2 separate regions of the Bombyx mori genome follow, and region 1 is linked to region 2. The links are chromatin contacts, called in public Hi-C maps. All regions are on one chromosome and are shown on one strand. The core of a region is the stretch at or near the end of the contact, and the rest is flanking DNA. Distances in the headings are between cores, read along the strand shown.

Region 1 (6,363 bases), core at 1,910-4,409, 600 kb before region 2:
CAATAACCAGTGCCCAATAGTTGTTAATCAATGAAACGTGAATCTTCAACGGGATAGTGAGTGTTGATATTTATGATGTAGTCTGAGAGCTCATGAAGATCAGAAAGGGTAAACATTTTAAATTATGTTATTAGTCATATGACATTTTCATCACACTGTGGCAGGTAACCATCATCCTGCCTTGCAACAGTCATGCATTACGGTTTCAACAATACAACCGTAATAGTACCACTTTGATTTCATCTCTAGGTGGATAGTACAAATTACTAGATACCAAGTGGACTATGAGGTGTTTGTTAGCAAAAAAAATGTTGTCCTCGTATCTGTCTTTTTTTTTAAGCTATACAAAAGAAAGTCTTCAGAAGGACTATTACTAATGTATGGATTACAAGTGAGATTCAAACATTCTTAAATTTGAAACTTGTATGTTAATCCAGAATTATTAGTTTTAATATTTTATTTCATATTCTCTTTTACGAGATTCTTACTTGGTGGCGGTGCATTGATATCGCCGGTCGATTGAAAAAATGAGTAAGGCCTGACATGAATTAGATTAGCAGCATGTCTCCACACATCTTCCCGATCGTCAATAATGCAAACCATGTTGTCACCACAAGGAAACAGTGCTCTGTAAATTATAGTTCATAAAAAATGGTCAAAAAAGTACAATAGTCACAATTAAAACTATTTAAAATTAATTTAAAAATTAATTATATACGTTAGAAAAATTTTGGTTATGAATATTCAAGATTGATATGGGACTCAGAGATTTTAACTTTACAAAGGCATTATTTTAGAATATTTTGTCCACACAAATTATTTCTTATTAAAAAAGTATTCAGTTATAAAAGAAAGTGTTGATTAGATAATTAATAGATAAAGTTAGATAAAAACTCTATCTGTCAGCACAATTTGATAAATTTAAAGCTGTTTTTAGTCTATTAATAAACCTACTTTGATTCAGATTATACTGAATATCCACAATTGATTGTCTGTCTCATCAAGAGAAAAAACTTATTGAAAATGTTGGAAAGGCCTTTTACTTAGCAATATCATTCTTACTTCAGATTGGCTGCTTTAGTTCTAGGATCAAAGCATTCATCTCTGGATAGTATCCTATGTGAGAAATATTTCTTTTCCGGATCTAGGAGCTCAGCTACGGCATGTGCATATTGCCTGGCTCCAAATGTACATATGTGAAGTTCATAGTTCTTTGCTGCTGATTCAAGAAACTCTTGAGTGCGTGGTCGAAGCCTCGTATGACACCAACGCCCTGGCCCTCCAGGTCCTCTTAGGAAGAAGTGTAATACTCCCTGAAGAAACAAAAAAATCATATTACATTAGATTGTATACATAGTATCAGTATCTAGTTAATGAAATCACATATTATTTAATCACAATTTCAAACTATTAGGGAAGAATCAATTGCATAGAAGAAGAAAAATAAAAACCCCTCACCTTTAGATTGGGTGGTATATTGTCATTAGTAGTGTGAACTAATGTTTGATCTAAATCTACCAGAAGTACTAATTTCCTGTCTTTCAGAAGACGCTCAGCATCCTCTTTACCTAGTTTTTGTGCCAGTTCTTCAGACACCTGAAATATGAAATATAATCAAAATATTACTAAATCTAAGTTTAGCTTGAGTATGACACCCCTATTGAAGATCTCCAAATACCACCCGCATGACCCTTGTTAATATTGTTAATAAATACTGTCCTGTGAATGTAGTTTGAAAATAGGGTATGGATATCACAGTCCAGGTAACTAATGCTCAAGGTGTTGTAGGTACATACACTAAATTGTAATTATGTATATGTTTAAGTTTGATTTATATACATTGATGGTATAATTTGCTATCAAGATCTACATGAAATCTAAGACGTGAGAATGTTGATTTTGAAGACAATGACATTTCACATTCAAATTGTAATATGAGTCCCAAATCCAGGGCTTTTATTAAGAATAACGTTTCTTACGTTCAGTTCAGGATATATTTTAGATTTTTTTTGCATTCTTTCAGTGGAGCTTCTCATTTAAATTAAAGCTGTCCCTACTGTTTATCTATTTAATTAAACTGATCTAATGGCTTTTCATAAAATGTTATTACCACTAGGTTTTGTCATCAGAAAATAAATACATTTTGTAAATTGTTCTCCAGAGTAATTGACATAATCAAAAGTGTTTACTTTTAATTCAGGTACAGAGTGTACCATTGGTACAATGGCCACGTCCAGCTTCTTGGTCTCCTCGCTGCGGAGGTCTGCTCCACACTCCGCGCACATCTCCATCATCACTGTTGGATGGCGGCATTCTTCCAAATCTGCTACAGCCGAACTGTAAACGCAAAATACTACGTTTGAAACAATCGATAACATCGTCTGATAAATATATTATGGCAGATATAAAATTTTACATTGTACATTAGAAGCAAATTTAAAAATAACATTCTTTACAAAATAAAGTCGAAGATGTCATTGCTTGCAATTAAAGTCAGACAGACGATGGTATCGCCCACCTGATGTTAAGTGATCACCGTCGCTTAAAAACATCCTCAATGTTAATGGCACAGCCGAGCTGCTATTTCATGCAGGGCGGGAAATGTTTTCAACATTCAAAATTGGCGCTCAATCGATAAAATGGATTTGCAACAATGGCGTTGCTTTATTAATATGCTTCACATCTAATGAGAATAAAACATGACATAAATGTTAGACATTTTATCATGAAATATATGCACCGTTTTTATTTTATCGTTGTTATCATGACGTCACTTACCTAGGTTCTACTACGTCTCCTTCTTTCACCTTGATCGATGACACAGTACCAGCGTGTGATGATTTAAATTTCTTTAACTCTTCACCATCGCCCGCTAAATCTTTGTATAAAAATAATACTTGGCCTTGTGTTACCACAGTACCTTGTTTTATTTTCCACTTTGCGAGTTTCACAGGCTTTTCTGATGGAACAAAAATAGGTATAGTTTTGTCGGCCATCTTGAACGGATATAACGCTTTTTGTCAAAATCCTAGTACCTTATTGGTGATTCGAAAACAGTTTTGGCGGCTTCACTTTTCCTGCCAATGAGAATAAAGTACAGGTTCAATCATCTTCATGGCGAATAGGAGTTCATATCCGGCCCAAAACGTGCTGTGAGCAGAGACAATTTCTTTCCTTTTTTATTCTGGCTGCTTTTGAGCATACATAGAGCATAGACTTATTTAAAAAAAGTATGAAATGCTTTCGAGTATGAAACGTATTGTTCACGCACGATGGCAGTGTAAAGCTGAGAAATTAAGCCAAGTACAGTAGATATCATCAATAGCATATTACTAATAAAAACTATGATGATGCAAGAGTACCAATTAATAATGTGCGACAGGGTGTAAAAGCCAGGAGCGAATATTTATTTTAACAAAATAAAATAATAGAGCTTGTTTAAATTTTTGTTACTTCTCGGTTAAAATGCTAATGCAGGCCTAAAACTTGTTTGCTCTCCAAGAGACGATGTATCTAATTTTAATGTAGGGATTCTATTAAACTAAACTACTTACTAACTAAATAAATTGTTTCTTTGCACTTTATCCATATCATGGAGTTACATGGAGTAAAGATACTAACACTATGATCCATATTCACTACCTACATAATTTAGGTGTATTATCCTTAAGCATATTTAATTTGCAATATGCATATTTAATTTATTCGCTGTTTAAAAAGAAAACAAGCCACGTAAGAAAATATTTTTTGATTAAAATTTCATTCTTGTACACAATACTTAAAAACGCTACGTATATACGCTACGGTTTTAATTGGATATCTGTCTATGTGACCTTTTTTATTGCTTAGATTGGTGGACGAGCTCACAGCTCAACTGGTGTTAAGTGGTTACTGGAGCCCATAGACATCTACAACTTAAATGCGCCACTCACCTTGAGATATAAGTTTCAGTATAGTTACAACGGCTGCCCCACCCTTCAAACCGACCTTCAACCGTTTCATCGCTCGATACGAATGCACCAGACGTCTTATTCTTTAGGGCACGACGACTTCAACTTACACACTACGCGGTCGTTAGTCAGCAATCATACGGATCGTTTTTTTTTTTTTTCCTACCTATGCTATGATAGCCTTGAGAGGCTATTTCAGCTTCGCCCTAACGTTTGTAGGCTTCGATCAACAATAGTAACTAGATAAAGGGATACGTACAAAATTAAAGCAAAAACTGTCCGCGTGAATATATACTTATATAGCTACATTCGTTTACTAACAAACGGAGAAAAAAGTTTTGAAACACTTATACTTTCAAACTAATAACAACTATGGCACCGAGTAATAAAGTCACAAGTCTCCAAAACATTATCTAATACTTACGATCATTCGTCACATAAAACGAGCAAAGCAATAAATTACTCCTGTCACTTACCAATAAAAAGACATATTTTAAACAACTTTTAATGTTAAATCAATCTTAAGGTGCAACAAATAAAGTAACTTTTCTCTTAATTGCTCTGAGAACTAACATCGTTTTGCTTTATTTATTTTTGCTTCTTGAAATGCCGATTTCTATTTATTACAGGAGGTAAGGGAGTCGCGCTTAACACTAAAATAATTTATTAATGAATTAAAGTAAAAGTTTAGTTGTTTACTTTTTATGTTTTGGAAATGTATGTTTGTTAGTATCTATACATTACTTATTATTTTATTAGCGTTACGTTTTTGTGTAATATATATTTTTAAGTTTTCGCGACCAGTGCACATAATAAAACAACGTTTAAACGGTTTCAAGCGTGGTATTTTTATTACAATGTTTCGGCCACATTTCAGTAGCCGTGAGCTCGGAAGGCAAAGATGTCCAGTGTCAATAAGCGGAGTTCTTAGCTGGCTTATAAAAGTCATCTCTTTTTTCTCTGGCGACAATCGAGATCCATTCTGCACACGTGATTGCTAGGAAAGCTAAAATAAAAATGGAAAGCTAAGTATCTAATGAGAGTCCAACAAACAGACACAAAAGCAGCATTAACCAATTTTAACCAACTAATTTTGAAGTGCTGCTAACAAATTTTAAAAAATTATTACAACACAAATCTACTCCATGCATTTACTGTTCTGTTAAGCAAAAGTTTGTCCATGTGTTGGCCGAGCTTTGGCCAACATTTGTAGCGGTGGTTAAAAATCGGTAATTTTGTTCAAAATTTAATATTATTTATAAGTTTAAAGCTTACAATATAGTTTATACTTCATGTACTTACCGAAAGTAAGATACTCCGGCCGTTAAATTGCTTTTTCGGGCCTTATTTTTGCAACTTTTGAATACACACTGCGGTATTGTGAGACGGGTTGACATTGGCTGTGTTTGAAGTGAACTAAACAAAATAAGAGCTCACATTTCAAGTGCGCTGTTATTTGACGAGACGGATTTTATGCACCGACCCGAAATCTAGTTACTATTGTTGATCGAAGTTTGTAGGTGAGCTCACGGGGCTCAAACCTGACGACGATGCTAACACGAACCCTAGCAAGCGCCGTGCTTCACAGAATCTACCACCGGATCGGAAACGCGACCCACTGAGAAGATCCGGCGAGAAACTCAGTGGGCTGTGTCTGAGAGTTAATTTACTCGTCGAGCCCTTCGTCGCAAGCGACGGGTTCGACGAGAACGGTGACCGGTGCTTGAACTACCTAAAAGCACCGTTAGTGGATCGGGAGGATCCGAGATGACCTGTTTTGGGCGACGTCGACTGCTTTCCATTCTGTCCGCAGGATCGGGAATGTAGTTACCGGCGGCCACGATGAGAGGGTTCTCGTGTCGTGCCGCTTTATCGAAGTGGCGCATCGACGCCGACTGTAGATACTTACTGATGGACTCTAAGTCCAGGTCGTCATGGAGGTCGACGTTCCTGACGAACCACGGGGCTCCGACGGCTATCCTGCAAAAACGGGATTGGATAATTTGAAATGATTTTAGGTGAGTGCGGGCCGCGTGAGCGAACAATACACTTGCATATGTCATGACGGGGCGTATGCAAGTTTTGTAGAGTGTCACCTTATTTCTAAGGGACATTTTACTTCGCACGGTCGCGTACCGTCATAATGTGAGGGCGGAATGTCATCCTACTGTCGAGGGTGACGCCTAAATATTTGACCTTCGGGGCCCACGGTATGGGCTGGTCGAACATCGTGATTGGGCGAATGGACGGATGCTCAGCGTGGTGTTCGGAGGGCGACCCCTTTTGAAGAGCACCTCTGTGCTTTTCGTGGGGTTGATGTCGATTACAGATCGGGCTTATCACCATACCGGTGTCTTGGTTCGAGAGATAACATAGTATAGATTGTGGAATAAACAATAAAATTAGAGTGTTA
Region 2 (6,816 bases), core at 4,017-6,516:
CTTCGACAATGCCAGGGGCAGAGCCAAGCCGCTGCCTACCACTTAATACTCTCCACCATTATTATACATAGTTCATTACAAAATATACTCAAAAACTGAAAAAAACTGACCTGATGGACTGACCTAACTGAACTGATTCCCCATGGCTTTGGGGTAGATCAAGTTACTTAGAGGGACAATAAAGTTTTTCGATAGGGCTGGCTATTTAGTTGATAAGTACCTAACTTTAGGTAATTCATTTTTTAATATCTTTAATGAGTTACATAAGTTTGATGACTAAATTAAACTATTTAATATTCTTAAATGTAATTTTCAGTTCACCAATGTTAAATCTAACAACTCAACAAAATGAGTGTGCACTGTATTGTGACATCCCAGATATATCCCTATTCTAACTCTAGTCTCTATTCCTCCCAATTGTGATTCATTTCACTTTAATAAAATTTCTATAATATATGTATATTAATACTTACCCTAATCGTATTACATACATTGTCATATCCTTTCCAAATTTCGAACCTTCTAATTGATTCCTAAATAAAACTGGTTTCCCTACCTTTTCCACACTAGTAGTGGCAAATGCTCAAACCATCCGAGCCACAATAAAAAAATCTATGTTTTTTTTCCAACATTTACTGTCAAGTGTCATTTACTAAATTATCATAAATTATAAACATTATACACTATTTGATTATAACCTACCGTATTAAATTGTTTGTAATTCAATTATTGATAGGTAATGTACTTCTTGTGGAAGACAGGATTTCAATAAAATACCTCGTTAAAATTGTGTATAATCAATTTATCGTGTGTAAGTTGCACACGTTATCTTTCCTATTTAATGTAAATTTTCGGAATAATTTTTAGGTGCATAATGGATTCTGATATTGAAGTAGAAGAGTGCGAAGAGTTTTCTTATAGAGGAAACGCTGGAACTATAATTCTTATCAATGTATACGATCCCCTATCGTGTAAATTCCCACAAATTGCGCATGTTGCAACGTGTCAGGCACTCAAACATTATCTACGTACATCTACTTCGCATAATGTAGGTGTTGTCTTATATGGTATTGATGATCCAACTTCGAACATTAAAAACGTATTAGAAGTTATGCCATTGGCGCCACCTAACATGGATGACTATAAAAAACTAAAAAACATCAACATTCTAGCTCTCAAACAAGCAAAAGAATTAAGATTGTCAGATGCGTTATGGTACTGCAATAAAATGTTTAATAGTTGTACAAAAACACTATCCTCTCAAACTATTATTCTATTGTCAAGACTTGATACACCACCTCTGTCTGAGGATGAAACACCAACATTTGATAGAATTGTTGAATTGAATAATTCTGAGATAATTCTCAAATTAATTAATTTGTCTGACTCTGAATATGAAATTCATCAATTTTATAAAGATTTGCTATTTGAGGTAAATAAAAACTCATTGCCAAAATCAGTTTGGAAAATTGAAGATGTTACAAAGTTAATTCTAAATGAATGTGACCGTCATTTAGCGACCGCTCAGCTTATTTTTGAAATTGGGAATAATGTATCAATTGGTATTTCTATCTATAAACTATTGAAAAGCAACATAGAACCAAAGAAAGTGTATTTAAGTAATGAAACAAATGCTGTTGTAACTAGTGACACTAAAACGACTAAAGTTTTGGTAAAACCTGATACTGATATGGATATTGATAGGGTTGAAGAACAAGAAATGCCTTTACTTAAGTCTGAGCTGCTTCACTGTCAAGAATATGGCAATGAGATTATAGCATTCACTGATAATGAATTTAAAACTATAAATAACCCATTTGGTCCAGCGAAACTAAAACTGTTGGGATTCAAACCAGAAACTTTCCTCTGTAAAGAGAAATGGTTTTTGAAAAATTGTTCTTTCTTATTCCCTAATGAAAAATCAATAGAAGGTTCTACAACTGCTCTCAAGGCAATGCACCAAGCATGTATTGAAACAAAAACTGTAGCTATTTGTGTGATTTGTTCTAGAATAAATTCTAAACCTAACATAGTGGCTCTTTCACCCTGTACTCGGCCCCTTGGTTTAGATATAGATATTGGATTTGATGTCATACCATTACCATTTTCAGAAAATGTAAGGGATCTCTCAAGTCTTTTTTCAGATGAAATAGCAGATACGTCAGACACACAAAAAGATATGCTCAAAAATATTATTAATAATGTAAAGTTTAATTACACTCCAAGCATGTTTGAAAATCCTAAGTTGCAATCATTGTATAGAGTTATTGAAGCAAAAGCATTAAAACAAGATGACATAGAGCCTTTTGTTGATACCACAAAACCACTAAATAAAATATTTAATGAGATTGATGGGGAACAATTTTATGAACTATTTGGTCCATTCGGAGTAACCGCAGTCAAAAGAAATAGTGAAACAAAACCAGCTAATACCAAACTACAAAAGACTGCTGATGTCAATATTGATGTATTAGATCAAAGAGTTAAAGACAGAAAAGTAAATATGTATACTGTACCCCAACTTAAAGATATACTGAAACATAAGAAAGCAACAGAAGCTCTGACAGGTTTAAATAAAAGTAATCTAGTTGATTTAGTTTACAAATATTGTAGTTAAAACATATTTTAAAGGGGATGATTAAAACATATTTGAATTTAAGATGTTAAAAAATAAAATTGATATTTACTATATTCAGACTTTTATTGAGGAAAATTACATTAATGTAGCAACATTAAATTAAATCTAGTTAAATATATAAAGACCCATCAGCTGGTCCTAAATGGTGTATTCCAATTAACAATGCATCCACTAGAGTCCACACTCCAAGGCCACCAAAACTAAAAAGTTTACCAATGCCTTCTTGCCAATGACCAAGATAAAAGCGGTCAGCTCCAAAACCTCCTAAAGTTAATGCCAGAACAAGTGCTGTACCCCAACGAGTTCCTGATGTCCAGGAGCATCTTACTTTCTTAAGGAACCGCCTCTTCCCCAAACATATAACATCATCAGATACAGTGCAATTAGTTCTGAAACAAATTTACTTATTTAGTATTTACTGACTGATTTTTAAACTAGATGCATAAATACTAATTACTCAATATATTCAATATTAAACCCTAATATTGCATAAATTCTGGGTATTTAATAATGATGAAGAACAAAGTACTTGCTAATTTATACTCACAGATAGTATTTGAGAGGTGAAGCTAAAGAATTACAATTTGCCTTTTGTTCACAACGATGTTCCCATTTATCAGTTTGATAGCAAAATCTACACATTGAGCTTTTGTTGAAAGTTTTTAACCCCTGCAATATCCAAAATCATCATTATAAAACACACACAGGCTTATTTGATACTTAAATAAATAGATGGTACCAAACAGTAATTGATGAATGAATTGAAGTGTTTAAAAACATACCATTCTAGATGTTTTACTAAGACTGTTATTAGAATTAAACAAATAAATTTCAAATCTTTTGTGACTAGATATTACGTGCTTATAAATAAAATAAATTGCAACTGTAAAACTGATTGAATTAACATGTTCCTCAATTAATTTTATTTAAAATCAGTTTAGCTAGATAATAATGTTGGTTCTATTATTTATTTATTGTAAACTTATCTATTAATTTTTCAAAATGTTTATATTGTAGTTTCTTCTTTCCTTTTTTCAATATTCTTTATCTCGTTTCAATGTTAGCTTATATAGATATTTTAAGTTGTGAGGTATAGTAATAAAATATACAATAAATGTTAAAAATTAAAAAGCATTGCAGGATAACATGAACTTCAAGTCTATACATATTCTTGTTGGATGAAAAAACATTTGTATGCACATAAGAATAAAATTAAAGGGAAGTTTCTAAAAAGTGTGTCTACTGTAACATTCCAATTTATAATGGAAAATCTGACTTCTTTTGAGACTACAAAACTTAGGATAAAATATTGGTTTGAACAAGATATACGGAGTACTTGAGTATTTTTTTATATATTTATATTTTATATTATGTGTTATAATTTGATCCTCTTCTTTTCCCACCTATTCTATTAACCTCGAGGGGTTATTTATGCTAGATTCACCGAACTCATACATAATTTACATCTTTGTTAATGCAATAGATAGAACTGGGCACAAGATTTTAAGTTAATACCTACCCATCGAACACTTAGGATCTAACTTTAGATTTCTTATCAAATTTCATAGCCTCTAAAGTTTTACAGTAACTTTTGAAGTTATACTTCTTATTAGTATTCATTTTTAGTAATATAAATGACAAAATTATTATTTAATATAATTCATACTAAATATTATTAAATTATTAACGTTAAATATTTATTATTAATTATTTAATATTAAAAAAAAAAGAAATAAATTTAATAAAAATAAAGTATAATTTCTTACGTGCGTACATAAGTACACGCACCCTTTTTTAAATTCTTATTAATTAATACATCACTTACTTGACAAACTACTTTTGGTTTCACTGTACATGTATAATTATAGAAACCTCCATATCTGCAATCTATACTCCGGTTACATGTTATACAAGGGTACAGTAAAGAGGAACATTCAGTCATATTCTCTTGATCAACTGATGGACAACTTTTTATGTATTCTTCATTCTCACTAAAACTTACACCTTTGTCATTTGAATCACCTTTTATTTTATTCTCTTTACTATGAAAATCCATGTTATTATTAGCTAGAACCAGAGTAAATAGGAACATTTATTTTTGCTTATACATTTTTGCCAATTACTTGCTAATACACAACTAGAGTATTTATTCTAAATTATATAGTAGCTACTAACTAGCTAATTAAAGTCATAGTTAACTTTAGTATTAAATATTTGAAAATCTAATTAAGCATTACTATATTATATATGTGTATCTGTGCCGCTAAAGGAATTAAAGAAAATAGTTCCGTTATCTTACATATAGAATATTAATTTCTACGACTTAGGATTTGTTTATTTTCCTTACCCATATCGGTGACATGTATTGTGTTCATTATTACTAATAAAATCAAAATAAAACAGTCTCGAATGCTTATACGTAAAGGCAGAGTTCTATGCATGTTGGAAATCAAAGCATTTCTTCTTCCATCGAATATAGGTATCTTACAAATGCTCTATATAATGTTATGATTTACGAATAGTTATTAATTCATTTTCCATCTCAACAATAGCAATTGATTCTCAATTAAATTAAGTGTATAATCTATGGCAATTGATAGCAATTTTCACGTAGGTAGCTCCATTTTTTTTATGGGATTTTATGACCTGGTAACTGCGACCTTTAAGTCATGTCTTATTTTAATTTATATTCATATTTTTATGAAAAATGATATTATGGAGTGAAATGAAATGAAGATGATTAATTTGAGACATTAACCAACTGGGATGAAATTAAATGATATGAAATGAGATGATATGGGATGAAATATAATCTCAGTAAAATGGTGGTCATTTACTAAGATTTTATCAGTGGACTTTTTGGAGGATCCCGAGAAGTTAGATCCAGCGGCTTTGTTTCATTTTCCCACATTTGGGCACTTTCACAGATATTAAACACCGTTACTACACATTTAAACCTGAAGAAGCACTAAATAGACAAAATAAAACAAATCACACAACTTTAGTCCTCGTGTTCCCGCCAAAAAGTCCATTAGCTCCAATTTAATTTTCTGCACAGATTAAATTAGCTTAAAGTTTTTAAAGTGTCTAGGCTATGAAATATTGAACTAAAAATTAAGCTAGTCAAATCTGTCCAATATTGGGTGCTGTGATGTTTTCAATTATTTTATGTTTTTTTTTAACTTAGCCGTAGAATAGTGCATAATTTAAAAGCATCAAAATAATAAGAAAAGTACCTAATAACATTCACTTAAACTATGACTTTACTCTGAATGATGAGGGAACTACGTTCCGCAAATTAAAGTATGTCGTGAGATGTCTCGTTGAGTTCACATATTTTAAATGCTTTGTAATAACATTAAATAATAATTAAATAATAACTATGTCTATGCACAATATAGCAGTAGTGTTCGCAGCAGACTTCATGGCGGTAGTTAACCAGCTGTGGATAGTACATTTTTGGTCTCTCCCTACGAAACTGCCGTTTAGTAAATATAAGTCTATCTGTTGTAAAACACAATAGATAAATATGCCTTCATCATACACTATTAAAAACTGATGGTTATAATTATGTGACTGTAGATCAGTGCTTAGTGCGAGTTTTTTAACGTTCTTGATAGCGTTAAAGTTAGCTCATATTTTTATGGAATGGGGTCGTTTGCCTATGTTTGCCGCTAGGGGCGCAGTTCCAACTGCATACAAAATTGGGTTACCTTTTACGCTATCAAGAACGTTAAAAAACACGCACTAAGCACTCAGATAAAAATTTCCCTTTTGTTGTTTTTATATGTTATTTTTATTGCCGTATAGACAGATGAGGACAGATGAGCATACGGCCCACCTGATGGTGAGTGGTTACCGTCGCTCATGGACGTTAGCAATGCCAGGGGCAGAGTCAAGCCGCTGCCTACCGTTTAATACTCTCCACAAGCCTCGTTTGAAGAAGATGTCATAGCGCTAGGGAAACACCGTGGAGGAGAGCTCATTCCAAAGCCGGATGGTGCATGGCAAAAAAATCTCTAGAAACACACTGGATGAACGCAGTGGCTCCAGGTAGTATGGATGAACTCTACTCCGATGGCAGGCGGTGCGATGGTAAAAACGAGACGATGGTATCATCTCGAACAATTCCTCAAAGCACTTTCTATTAAATCATAATTGGTGGGTCGATCAGACAC

What was found. Hi-C and Micro-C count contacts between places; a contact is called where the count stands out from the background.
Region 1: a Hi-C map of middle silk gland shows a contact between it and region 2, with 1.9 times the contacts expected there. The contact joins the promoter of LOC101737093 here to the promoter of LOC101736256 in region 2. A contact is called at or near these places in 2 of 7 Hi-C or Micro-C datasets (middle silk gland and whole pupa).

What each region holds. Positions count from the first base shown.
Region 1 is chr19:10,153,806-10,160,168 of ASM3026992v2, reverse strand. LOC101737093 (RNA polymerase II subunit A C-terminal domain phosphatase) reads right to left here and starts at 3,159. Exons shown (of 12, transcript XM_004922354.4): 1 at 2,779-3,159; 2 at 2,190-2,337; 3 at 1,459-1,596; 4 at 1,063-1,313; 5 at 489-628. The coding sequence starts at 2,996. LOC134200691 (a long non-coding RNA gene) reads right to left here and starts at 5,466. Exons shown (of 2, transcript XR_009975707.1): 1 at 5,253-5,466; 2 at 4,773-4,956.
Region 2 is chr19:9,551,851-9,558,666 of ASM3026992v2, reverse strand. LOC101736256 (TM2 domain-containing protein almondex) reads right to left here and starts at 5,266. Exons shown (of 4, transcript XM_038017663.1): 1 at 4,986-5,266; 2 at 4,464-4,705; 3 at 3,186-3,307; 4 at 2,683-3,027. The coding sequence starts at 5,079. The coding sequence ends at 2,748. LOC101736121 (X-ray repair cross-complementing protein 6) reads left to right here and starts at 608. Exons shown (of 2, transcript XM_004922347.5): 1 at 608-736; 2 at 868-2,691. The coding sequence starts at 875. The coding sequence ends at 2,617.